Regions from separate parts of the Hordeum vulgare genome. Here region 1 is linked to region 2. A link is a contact called in public Hi-C data. All regions are on one chromosome and are shown on one strand. The core of a region is the stretch at or near the end of the contact, and the rest is flanking DNA. Distances in the headings are between cores, read along the strand shown.

Region 1 (5,681 bases), core at 2,723-5,222, 310 kb before region 2:
TGGGCATCCAGGTCCCGCTATTGGATATTGACCGAGGAGTCTCTCGGGTCATGTCTACATAGTTCTCGAACCCGCAGGGTCTGCACACTTAAGGTTCGACGTTGTTTTATGCGTATTTGAGTTATATGGTTGGTTACCAAATGTTGTTCGGAGTCCCGGATGAGATCACGGACGTCACGAGGGTTTCCGAAATAGTCCGGAAACGAAGATTGATATATAGGATGACCTCATTTGATTACCGGAAGGTTTTCGGAGTTACCGGGAATGTACCGGGAATGACGAATGGGTTCCGGGAGTTCACCGGGGGGGCAACCCACCCCGGGGAAGCCCATAGGCCTTTGGGGAGACACACCAGCCCTTAGTGGGCTGGTGGGACAGCCCACAAGTGGTCTATGCGCCAAGAGAAGAAAAATCAAGATGAAAAGAAAAAAAAGGGAGGAGGTGGGAAGGGAGGAGGACTCCCTCCCACCAAACCTAGTCCAACTCGGTTTGGGGGGGGGGAGAGTCCTCCCCCTTGGCTCGGCCGACCCCCTTGAGGGTCCTTGGACCCCAAGGCAAGGGCCCCTCCCTCCCACCTATATATACGGAGGTTTTAGGGCTGATTTGAGACGACTTTTCCACGGCAGCCCGACCACATACCTCCACGGTTTTTCCTCTAGATCGTGGTTCTGCGGAGCTCGGGCGGAGCCCTGCTGAGACAAGGTCATCACCAACCTCCGGAGCGCCGTCACGCTGCCGGAGAACTCTTCTACCTCTCCGTCTCTCTTGCTGGATCAAGAAGGCCGAGATCATCGTCGAGCTGTACGTGTGCTGAACGCGGAGGTGCCGTCCGTTCGGTACTAGATCGTGGGACTGATCGCGGGATTGTTTGCAGGGCGGATCGAGGGACGTGAGGACGTTCCACTACATCAACCGCGTTCTCTAACGCTTCTGCTGTACGCTCTACGAGGGTACGTAGATCACTCATCCCCTCTTGTAGATGAACATCACCATGATAGGTCTTCGTGCGCGTAGGAAAATTTTTGTTTCCCATGCGACGTTCCCCAACACCCTTCCGCTACTAGAGGGACGACAAAGATGACATCACAGACGACGATGACTGTACGGCGGGACATGGCGCCATGCATATGAGGTGGTCGTCCGGTATATGGTTTGGATTTTTTTAGCTTTTAGTTAAACGGTCGAAATATCGACCTTTGAATGTAAATTATTTCTCTACTTTAATTATACTTACATAGTTTGCATGAATTTCGTCCGGCTAGTTCAAACCATGATCCAAATGTATGCGGGCAGCATGAATGGCCGCCTCCGGCATCTGTGTGTGCAGACTGGTCCCTCCTATATATTGACGATTGCCGGAGCGAATTTGCGGGTCAACATTGGAGATGCCCTAAGACTTTGGTTTATTGTAGGAGCAAAAATATTACTCGCTCTCTTTTGGTTTATAGAGCTCAAATCTGAAATCCCATCAACCAAGGTAAATTGTGAATGAATGACACTAGTTTTAACTTGCCAATGAAATGTTTTGCACATTATTTATTCCCGAAGCAATAAGTGTAACACCATCTTTTTATTACTTGCGTGATGCATGTAGAAAAAGATGCATGTATGACCATTAATTTCTTTTCTTTTATTTATATGGATTAAATGTGGGGTGAGACTTAAAACATATTAACTCAGCTGGACTTAAAGTGAGTCTAATATAATGAAAATCTATTTTCTAAAGATGAACTCTATAAACGAGAAAGAAGGAAGTAGGTCATATCATACCGACAGATTAATGGTTTCACGTAATAATGTTTGTGTTTAACGAACAAACTCTTTAACTCCCTTAATTAGTGAATGGGACAAAGCTTATGTCTTCATTTCAGATTAAAAAAAATCAATGACTTCTGTGCAGATCCAAATTTCAGAGTAGCCTTACATGAATTCCAAGTTTCTGGTAAAAAACTTGATGTAATTTGTTGCGTGGTTACTCTTCTTTTTTGGGACAGTTCATAGAATTTTGAAAATCTGGTCATCTCACTAAGAACCAAAATATGTCTGAAATTCAGAATTTAAACCATTAGACATGGGACCCTAATTTTATGCTTCCAAAGTCACGTCTTTTCATGCTCTCGCCCAAAAGAAAAAAAAACAGTCAGAAACGTACAGAAAATGGAAAACAAATCGTGGATGTCTCCAAGCCTCCTCAAAGTCACGGTCTTCGTGGCGTGCTGTGCTTTTGTGCCGAGTGTCACTGCACGTTGATCATTAACGTTTGATTAGAGATCGATGACATTTACTCGGGCGGCCCCAATTTGCACGTGGAGAATAAGACACAGTTTGGGTGGGATTCGAATCCAGTGGAGTGGAATTCATTTGGTGTTGATGCGCACATGCAGTGCAGTCTTGCAGCAAGCGCAGACGGTATGCTCTTACATACAGGAACATACACTCATATCTTTTTATTGAAAACACATCATTGAAAGACCTGAAATAAATTCAGAAAATACAAATACTAACGTCACAATTTATTTCAGAAGACCTGAAATAGATTCAAGACAGAGAAATGAAGATCGCAATTACGGCCGGATGCACTGGACTACTCCCCGAGCTACTCTAGTTTTGATTGCTTTGCTGCAGGATCATGCATGCACCCCGGGCCAGCGTCGCAATCAAAGGTGGGCCGCCTCTTCTGCGCGTTGCCATGGTTTGCTTTGTAGGCCCAGGCTCTAGGCCTTTAGTTTATTTCTTGGACGCCTTCGGAGCTAAGAAAGCCAGGTAACGTGTACCTATTGTGAGCCTCCACGTCGTCGATGCATGCACCCGACCGGTCGGTTATTTTGCCTGGCGGATGTCCTTAATCTGTCCTCGCCAGCTTGCTTATGCTTCTCGTCACTCTGTGTGTGTGTGTGTGTGTTCGCGCGGGCGCTTATTCTATCTCTTCATACTTCACCAGTGGTACAAACCTAGTAACACAACCGGCAAGTCCAAGTGCAATGCACAGTCCTACACCTCACCATCCGATGGAACGCAATGCGGCACGTTCTTACCCTCTGCAATCTGTCAACTCGCGCATGTCCATTGAACGAGGCCTAGACTTTCTGGTACCCCGCTCTGCTCCACAAAATATCGTGGCGCGCAACCATTATTTGATCCAGTTAAAATGCGTGCGGCGGTCGCTCTGCGCGCACAGGATCCCGCTGGTCTAGATCCGACCCACTACAGCCGGAGCCCGTGACGAGAAAGTCGTTCATGGCCACGTGCGGGCGTCCGACCGTTGTCACCAACGTACGACAGTAGTCGACAGTAACAGCACAGCAAACAACTCTGCCTGCCGATTAAGGAGTGACAAGGTGACAAGGTAGCAGTTGTGGACTAGAATTGTTGTAGATTATGATCATTCGAACTGCTAAATCGATCGTCAGGACGAGATAAGGCGGTCATGGGGAAACCGGTCACGTCGCACACTAATTATAGTCTTAATGCACAACAATCACGTCACAAACCCAGGCCATATATTCATATACTTGGAGGGGCAAATGCTATATACCCTGTATTTACGGGAGAAATCGTATACACACCACACCCCGTATCAACTATGACGTAAGCGGCACAACGTCACGTCATGACGCGCGGGACGGCGCAAAACTCGACTGGCCGACATGGAGAGGGGCAGTGGAGTGCTACAATTTTCCTCTGCGTTTGTCTTCAACTTTCTGAAGGAAAAAAAGAGGCAATCCAACTTTTCGATTTTACAAGTATAATATCGCCCAGTTGATGCGAGTGAGGCGGGGAGCCCGATACACGATCCACTTGTCTATCCAATCACACACACAGACACGCATCGTGCTGCTAGTACGAGAGAGCTCCCATGTTAAGCTAATACCATTGGTTGCCAAAAAAAAAGTACTTCCTGCCGTGAGAGCCAAAAAATAAATGAAAATGCACTGGCAATTAACAAATGCCATTCAGCGCTACAAAGCCCACCTCCCCGTAGCAGCATAGCTCCCACCCTAGCTCATGCGCACGCACCCACTCCCACACAAAGACACTCGTTCACTCGCCCACGTTTCTCCGGGTCGGCCGGCCGGGGCTTGCTTCCACGCGCGCGACGCCATGGACGGGCAGGATCGTGGCGGCCAGGGCCAGGGCCAGAGGAGGAAGCCCGACGGGAACCGGAACCCCAAGCGAGGCAGCATCATCAAGACGATCATCTCCGACTTGACCGGCGGCGGCGGCGGCCCCGCGACTTCCGGCAGCGGCGGCGGCGGCGGCGGCGGCGGGGGTGGGGACGACGACACCGGCAACGGCAACGGCTCCTAGCGACCGAGCATGGCGCGCGGCGTGCGTACGACGAGATGGTTAGTTAAGTTTGAGTCTACGCAGCTATACTGGACTGCCGAATAATGCCTCTCGTTGTGCGTGTCGCCGGTAGTAGTAAAAAGATAGGAACGGGCGTGCGTTTGTGCCTGGTTCTGGTTGTGTGTGTCTTCTGTAACTCTTGATTAAGCACTCATGGGGGGTCGCCCGCGCCGGGCATCTGAGAAATGCTTTGGATCTCATCCATGGCTTATTTTCCGTCTGTTCTTCTTGCTGCTGCTGACCTGCTCTTGCTCTTCTTTCGTGCATGCACCTATCACCTATGGATGGTGTGGTGGATCGACCGCCCTCGTCCATGGATTCGGCGATCGACTTCTAAGCCATTAGGGTTTAGGCATCGGCAGTTTAATGGCGCGCCTTCTTCTTGATCCATGTATGTCTAGTGTAAGAATACATCTGAATCTACTGTTCATCCGGCCCTGTGGGCGCGTTAGGCATTCTTTAGTTTTCTCGACGAACGAATTAAATGGTCAGGCAAAACCTTACCTAGGATCACCAGCTTCGTTTTGTCTGCCTACATTATCCCGATCGACTCCCCAATCCACATCTCGAACATGTCAAAATTGACGCGCCCTACCGCACGTGCTCCGCACGAGCTTCGTACGGATCACCGATGAACATTACAATAACCTCACCTCACATGCATGGATCATCATTCATCCCATACGAGCTTCAACAGTGAAGAGTTAGAAAATATAGAAAACGGATTGGCTGCCAAGCAGGGCCATTCTGTGCTTATTTGCTGCAGTCTGGAGACAGGTGGACTCAATTCGCTGATGTTTGTTCGGTATTCCTATCCCGTGGGCTGTTTTGAGCGAAGTGAGCATGTGTTGGCTCACGTGTCATAACGGACCGGTCTTGCTTGCAGCTGGCGTGATTATTTATGTTCTTCGCCTTTTTTGTTTAAAATTGCTTCTTTTCTTGCACTAATTTCTTTTCTTGTGAGATCGTTTCATTTTGTACGTCTTTTTTTACTTGGGTCGCGATAACGACCACACGTGTGGACGTTAATGCATGTTGCCCACATGTCCTGTATCGTGTGCAAGGGAAACAATCCATACGTTTGCGTGTGGATAAAACAGTAACACTCACACGTCCGACCTTCTGCCCTTTCAATCCGCACATCTGGCCTGCCACCTTAAGGCCCCGCGTGCCCCTGCGTGACAGTTTCACTCAGTTGTCATGTAACACTGGAAAGACATGGCAAGTGACACGCATGCGGGCACGGTAGTTTCACTCAGTTGCCATGTAACACTAGTAAGACATGACAACTCACACGCATGCGGGCACGATAGTTCCACTCAGTTGTCATGTAA
Region 2 (5,856 bases), core at 1,354-3,853:
TTATTCACGACGGCCGCCCAACACGGCTCATGTGTCAGCGACCTACACACGTCCTTTTTTAATCTGAGCGTGCGTGCGGGGGGGGGGGGGGGGTGGTGTCATGTCCGCTCCGTTTACGTGGCTCCCGGTCAAAATCAGTGTCATCTTTATTAACGACGGCCGCCCAACACGGCTCATGCATCAGCGACCCACACACGTCCTTTTTTTATCCGAGCGTGCGGGGGGGGGGGGGGTCATCCTCTTCGAGAAGTTGTTCCCGTCCACATCTAGCCACCCGCTGCTCCATGCACGACGGCAAAGCCTAGCCGCCATGGGTTTTTCTCCAGCAAAGACAAGGGCAAGTCCCCCGTCTTCCTTGTTTGTGCGCTCCCGTCACGAGCGTCTTCCCGTCCGCCTCGGTAGCGGGTCAGCGTACCACTGCACCAGGCAAGGTGGCACCGGGAGCACCGCGTCCCCTTCCCCTACCCCGATCTCACGCTGACGCACGACTAGCATTTGGATCGGAAGATGATCCCAGCGCGAGTGGTGCTATGGTCGGCGCGGGTGCATGCGGAGGAGGTGAGGTGCTCACAGCAGCAGTTGACACGAGAGCAGCGACACAATCCCGTGTACGCTGCACACTTTCCGAAATGGGAGGCCTGGTTTGTGTGGGAGCACAAGGAGCAACGTCGGCGTGGCGTCCGTGATGCGGTGGCTGGACCACCGCCGCCCCTCATCGTGCGAGAAGAAGAACAAGAAGCGGAGGCCACGTACCAGAACACGTTGGCGACCGTCCCGTGTGCAAGCAAGGAGGAAGCGTGCCTCAAGGAGGAGGAGGAGGCGGCGGCCTACCGGAAGCAGATGACGGAAGCCATGACCCTCTTCGCTGCCAGCGACACAGTCGTGCCGCCGCTGGCCCCGCCGTCCCGTGCGAAGACCGGGCCAGGGTTGTTGGTCCTCAGGCCTGAGTTGGACGCCTCGGACGGGGTGGTGCGCGAGTGGGTCAGCGTGCCACCCGTTTGGTTGGGTGTGACGCCGGAGCAAGAGGCGCCCTACCTAGAGCACTCACGACAGCGGCGGGTGGCGAAGGATGGCGCAGAGGCCCTACAGGATCGAGCTGATGGAGCGCGAGGCTGAAGCTGAGGAGGAGGAGGAGCGACGTGCTACCCAGCTAGCGCCGATGCAATCACATGCGAACGATGTCGCCGCCGCCTGGGAGACGACCTTTCTGTGGGCTGGCCCGACACCGACGCTCGTCGACCTCACCGGCCTCGACGACAACGGCGAGGAGGACGCCTAGGGCAGCGCGCCTCCTTGTTTTTTGTTTATTAAATTTTCTGTTTAACGTAATGTGGACTCATGGGACTATCATTGACCTTCAAGGCCCACATTAATATTTAATTCATGATTTCTACATTTTCAAAAAAATTATTATGTTTTTCTTGGGTCGCCCAAAAATGGTTCATGGCCGATTTGGCCGCAAGCGTCGACACAATTACAAACGAATGGTTGCCAGACCGATCTAAACGAATAAATACGGATAAAGCACATGTTCATTTTGATCGCTGTTTTGTGGAATTGCTCTTAATGAATATCGATTGGTTTGCATGCATTTCATCTTGCTTGTTTAATGGCAGCCTTAAGTATCCGTATTCTTCGAGTGATCCTTTGGAGTTTGGAGTTTCGTTTTCATGAATGTTTTCGGGTCTTTTGGAGTTTGGCATTGCTAGACCTACAACCAGTTGCAAACCAATCTTTGGTTGAATGGTTAAAGGGACCGTGATATTCCTAATTCATCACGGTTAAAGTTCTGGTGCTTGCATTATTCCTGTATCAATTTCAGGATTTTCGACGATACGTTTTCATTGGAAGGAAACGTTACCGTGGACGACGACGCGTCTACGGTGACTTCGTAAATCTCAAGATGACATGTCAGCTCAGACTTCTGAGGTGTTCATAAAGATATGATGTACGTGTATATATTTATAAAAATGAATATATGTGTATGTATATAAACGCTTGCATCTGTATTGTGTTAAAAAAGACGTGCAACCAGTTGTGTAGTCTTGTGAATCTCATATGCACTAAAATCTGCACACGAGAGAAAAAGAAAAAAAAGAAAAGGAACACAACTTTACACTAGTACGCGGCGAAAACTGAAAAAGGTAAACATTGATGGGAGGCCGACGCGGATGGATGAGGCCAGGCACACTACCCGAGAGGCTGGGCCGGGAACAGCGGGACAGCGTGCGTTACCGGAGGCAGCAATGACGGACCCGGGTCCACTCCATACCAACCGGCTCACGCCACGTGTCCCACCAGCCCGCGAAGCCGTGAACCGTCGCCGTTTACTCGCAGACGAAGAGCGCGGGCCTCCCAGCGAAATGACCAGAACAGCCGCACCACCTTCCTCCTTTCGCCGCAAAGCAGGGGCATAATCGTAACTGCACGGCCGATTCCCTCCTACCCCCCACTTGGCCATGGCTGCTCGCGTGCCTATCACGCGCGTCCAAATGGACCGCCATTCGCACCGCCCGATCGCCCCAGATCAACGGCCGAGAGCCGCCCTCCCAGAACCTTCCCTTCCCTTGTCCCCTGCACCGGCGATATAAACCCCCGGGGGAGCGTGGCTTCCATTCGCCCCATACGCCTCGCTGTCTTCTTCCGCCAGTTCTCCTTCTGCCTAGCCATCCCCTCCCCTCCCCGCCTGATCGGACTCTCAGCCGCGGCAGCCATGGTGAAGAGCTACCCCGTCGTCAGCGCCGAGTACCTGGAGGCCGTCGAGAAGGCCAGGCAAAAGCTCCGCGCCCTCATCGCCGAGAAGAACTGCTCCCCGCTCATGCTCCGCCTCGCGTAAGCGCCCCGGCCGGCCTCCCCTCACCTCCCCTCGCGCGTGCGGGGTGTTTTTCTCTTCATGGCCTGATCTGTCGCGTTATGCGGTCTTCCTCGCGCAGGTGGCACTCGGCTGGGACCTTCGACGTGTCGTCCAAGACAGGCGGCCCGTTCGGGACGATGAAGAAGCCGGCGGAGCAGGCGCACGCGGCCAACGCGGGCCTGGACATCGCCGTGCGGATGCTCGAGCCCATCAAGGAGGAGATCCCCACCATCTCCTACGCCGATCTCTACCAGGTTCGGCGCGCGCTCGGTTAGATCTGGTTGACGGTCCCGATTCGGTCGACTGGATGTGGTTTCTGATGTTTCATTTCCCCTCCGTGTAGATTGCGGGAGTTGTCGCCGTGGAGGTGTCCGGTGGACCCGTGATCCCCTTCCACCCAGGGAGGGAGGTGAGATTTCTTCAACCTTTACCAATACAAAATTTCTTTGCAGTTGTGTCAGGGTTTTAGGCAGGAACGGTGTGGATAGGTTGCTGAAGCCGAGTTTAAAGGCTTTTCACTAGCAAGCAGTATTGTTGTCATCATGTGATTTCGTGTTTGGGTTGGTGGCTCTTGGTACCACATTAGTCTATATCCGCCGGCTAATTTGTTTGGCACAACATATATTTTTTATTATTTCGTGGAACACCACGGAGTTGTCTGATACCACCAGCGTATGTGTTGATCCTGACGCGCGGCCTAATCAAGTGGTTTTGGTGGGCGGCAACGTTTGTGCTATCTTGACTTATATGCTTGCTATCTCAAATTTAGAGCTATATAATATCCTCAAATGTACGACAATTAATTAGTGACCGTAATACAGTTCAAATTCTGTGATATGTAATGTTTCTTGTCTAGGTATTAGTTCTTGTTGGCTCACATTCTTGTGTGAGTTGTGCAACAAGCATTTACCAAAATTGTAGTAGAATTATGCTGTTAGAGCTTCCTGCCACGAATAACTCTGGATGGGTGAGGTTCCTATGTTCCTGATGGTAATGTCATTGCAGGCTTCAATGAAATAGAAATGACCAAGAAAACAAAATTAATCTTATTTTTATTATAGTTAAAACTTTTTTGCGTGCAGTCAGGAAGACCGTACAGTAAAGTTAAGTTTTGAGCCTAGCAGTTTTGACACTTCCGCTATGATATAGGAGTATGATAATCGATGTGCACATGTACTTAGTACTCTTGGTTATAGTCTTTTATTTTTTGTAATTGCTTAGCTGAGCACATTTTAACTTAACCTGTGCCTTTTACAGGACAAGCCTCAGCCCCCACCAGAGGGTCGCCTCCCTGATGCTACCAAGGGTACCATTCCAACCTTACATTTTTTTTTTCTTCCAATAGAAAAGAAGTAATCACTATGAAACAAATATTAAGAATTAATACTGTTGTCTTCTCAAAAAAGAAAGAAAGAGTTAATACTGTTGTGAAATGATTGTAAATGGTAATCTTGCTTTGATTGCTTACTTATTTTCCAATATCCGTTTGCTCACTAAAGAAGGCTTCTTCCATAAACTACACAGTTGAACCATATTCTGTTTCACACATATATGAAGTATTGATTATGTACATGTATAGAATTTGTGCAGTCCAGTCTATGCTAGTTTTCCCCTTTCAGCAATTGTGACATTGTGTGTATGTGCATCTAAATATCCATCCATATACTGTTTGGTCACATGGAGGCAGCTGATGGTTAACTTATGACTTTTTTTGTTGATTGTCCTGTAGCTCAAGAAATCACTGTTGTTCACTAATGATTTCAATTCCTTACTGTTCGTGCAGGTTCTGACCACCTAAGGCAAGTCTTTGGGAAGCAGATGGGCTTGAGTGATCAGGATATTGTTGCCCTCTCTGGTGGTCACACCCTGGTTAGTTTTGTCTATTTGCTCAAATCTGCTTTCATATTATTTACCTGGATCGTTGTATGCACGCATTAACATAGTTTTTTTTTTTTTTCTGTAGGGAAGGTGTCACAAGGAGAGGTCTGGCTTTGAGGGACCCTGGACAAGGAACCCTTTGAAGTTTGACAACTCTTACTTCACGTAAGTTGTTTGAGCTGTGGATGTCTTTCTCTTTCTTTCTTATGACCGATCTCCAGTAACCTTACATACGCTCTCGGCATGGTGCGACATTTGTTGGTGATTAAATAGTGAATCTGTATTTATGTTGCCACAGGGAGCTTTTGAGTGGTGACAAAGAGGGACTTCTTCAGCTTCCAAGTGACAAAACTCTGCTGACTGACCCTGTCTTCCGCCCTCTTGTGGAGAAATATGCTGCGGTATGTCTCCCATCAGCGTCCACTTCCACTGGTTGTAGAGATAAGCAGCACCAGGATGCTGATTATTATTTTCCCGTTAATTCTGGTAGGATGAGAAGGCTTTCTTCGAGGACTACAAGGAGGCACACCTCAGGCTCTCCGAACTGGGGTGAGTGGTCGTCTTGTATTCTCTCGGGCATTGATATTATCTTTCGTCAACGCGACTGTCTTATCAGTTACCCTTGTTAACTGTGATTACAGGTACGCTGAAGCCTAAGAGCGTGTCTACTACTGCTGCTACTATGCGCGACCAGGGTGATCTTGTTCTGCGTCTAGACTAGGGGTCAGTGTGAACCCGCAGACTGCTAAGTAATCATCTCTGTAATAATGTTTGTTGGCTTGAGGCCATACCTTGAACGCTGTCAGTGGTTTGGTGTGCCGTTGTACTCGGTTTGCCTTGATGCCATAAATCTATCGTATGAAATGAATTGCAGTAGTGACTTTTCATGGTACCTTGCGCATGATCTTTATGTGCATTTTATTTATTCGATGCCCTTGATTTCTCCTGGTTTAGTTTGGCCGTTATCAGTTGCTATATTGCTTAGGATACGTTACAGGATAGGATACGTTACAGGATAAAAAATATTGAAAAGCGCATAGTTGGAATAGCTCTTGTTGTTTGCCGACCCTTCACATTGTCAGCAGCCCAATTTGATGGTTTTACAGCAATCCCTAATTGACTCG

Evidence for each region. Hi-C and Micro-C count contacts between places; a contact is called where the count stands out from the background.
Region 1: a Hi-C map of seedling shows a contact between it and region 2, with 2.7 times the contacts expected there. The contact joins the promoter of LOC123446613 here to the promoter of LOC123448947 in region 2. A contact is called at or near these places in 1 of 6 Hi-C or Micro-C datasets (seedling) and 1 of 1 datasets of contacts at active chromatin or transcription factors (embryo).

What each region holds. Positions count from the first base shown.
Region 1 is chr4H:458,655,888-458,661,568 of MorexV3_pseudomolecules_assembly, reverse strand. LOC123446613 (CD99 antigen-like) reads left to right here and starts at 3,972. Exons shown (of 1, transcript XM_045123187.1): 1 at 3,972-4,567. The coding sequence starts at 4,006. The coding sequence ends at 4,308.
Region 2 is chr4H:458,345,922-458,351,777 of MorexV3_pseudomolecules_assembly, reverse strand. LOC123448947 (L-ascorbate peroxidase 1, cytosolic) reads left to right here and starts at 2,603. Exons shown (of 9, transcript XM_045125999.1): 1 at 2,603-2,832; 2 at 2,934-3,108; 3 at 3,198-3,263; 4 at 4,112-4,160; 5 at 4,638-4,723; 6 at 4,818-4,897; 7 at 5,031-5,133; 8 at 5,223-5,281; 9 at 5,374-5,624. The coding sequence starts at 2,714. The coding sequence ends at 5,389.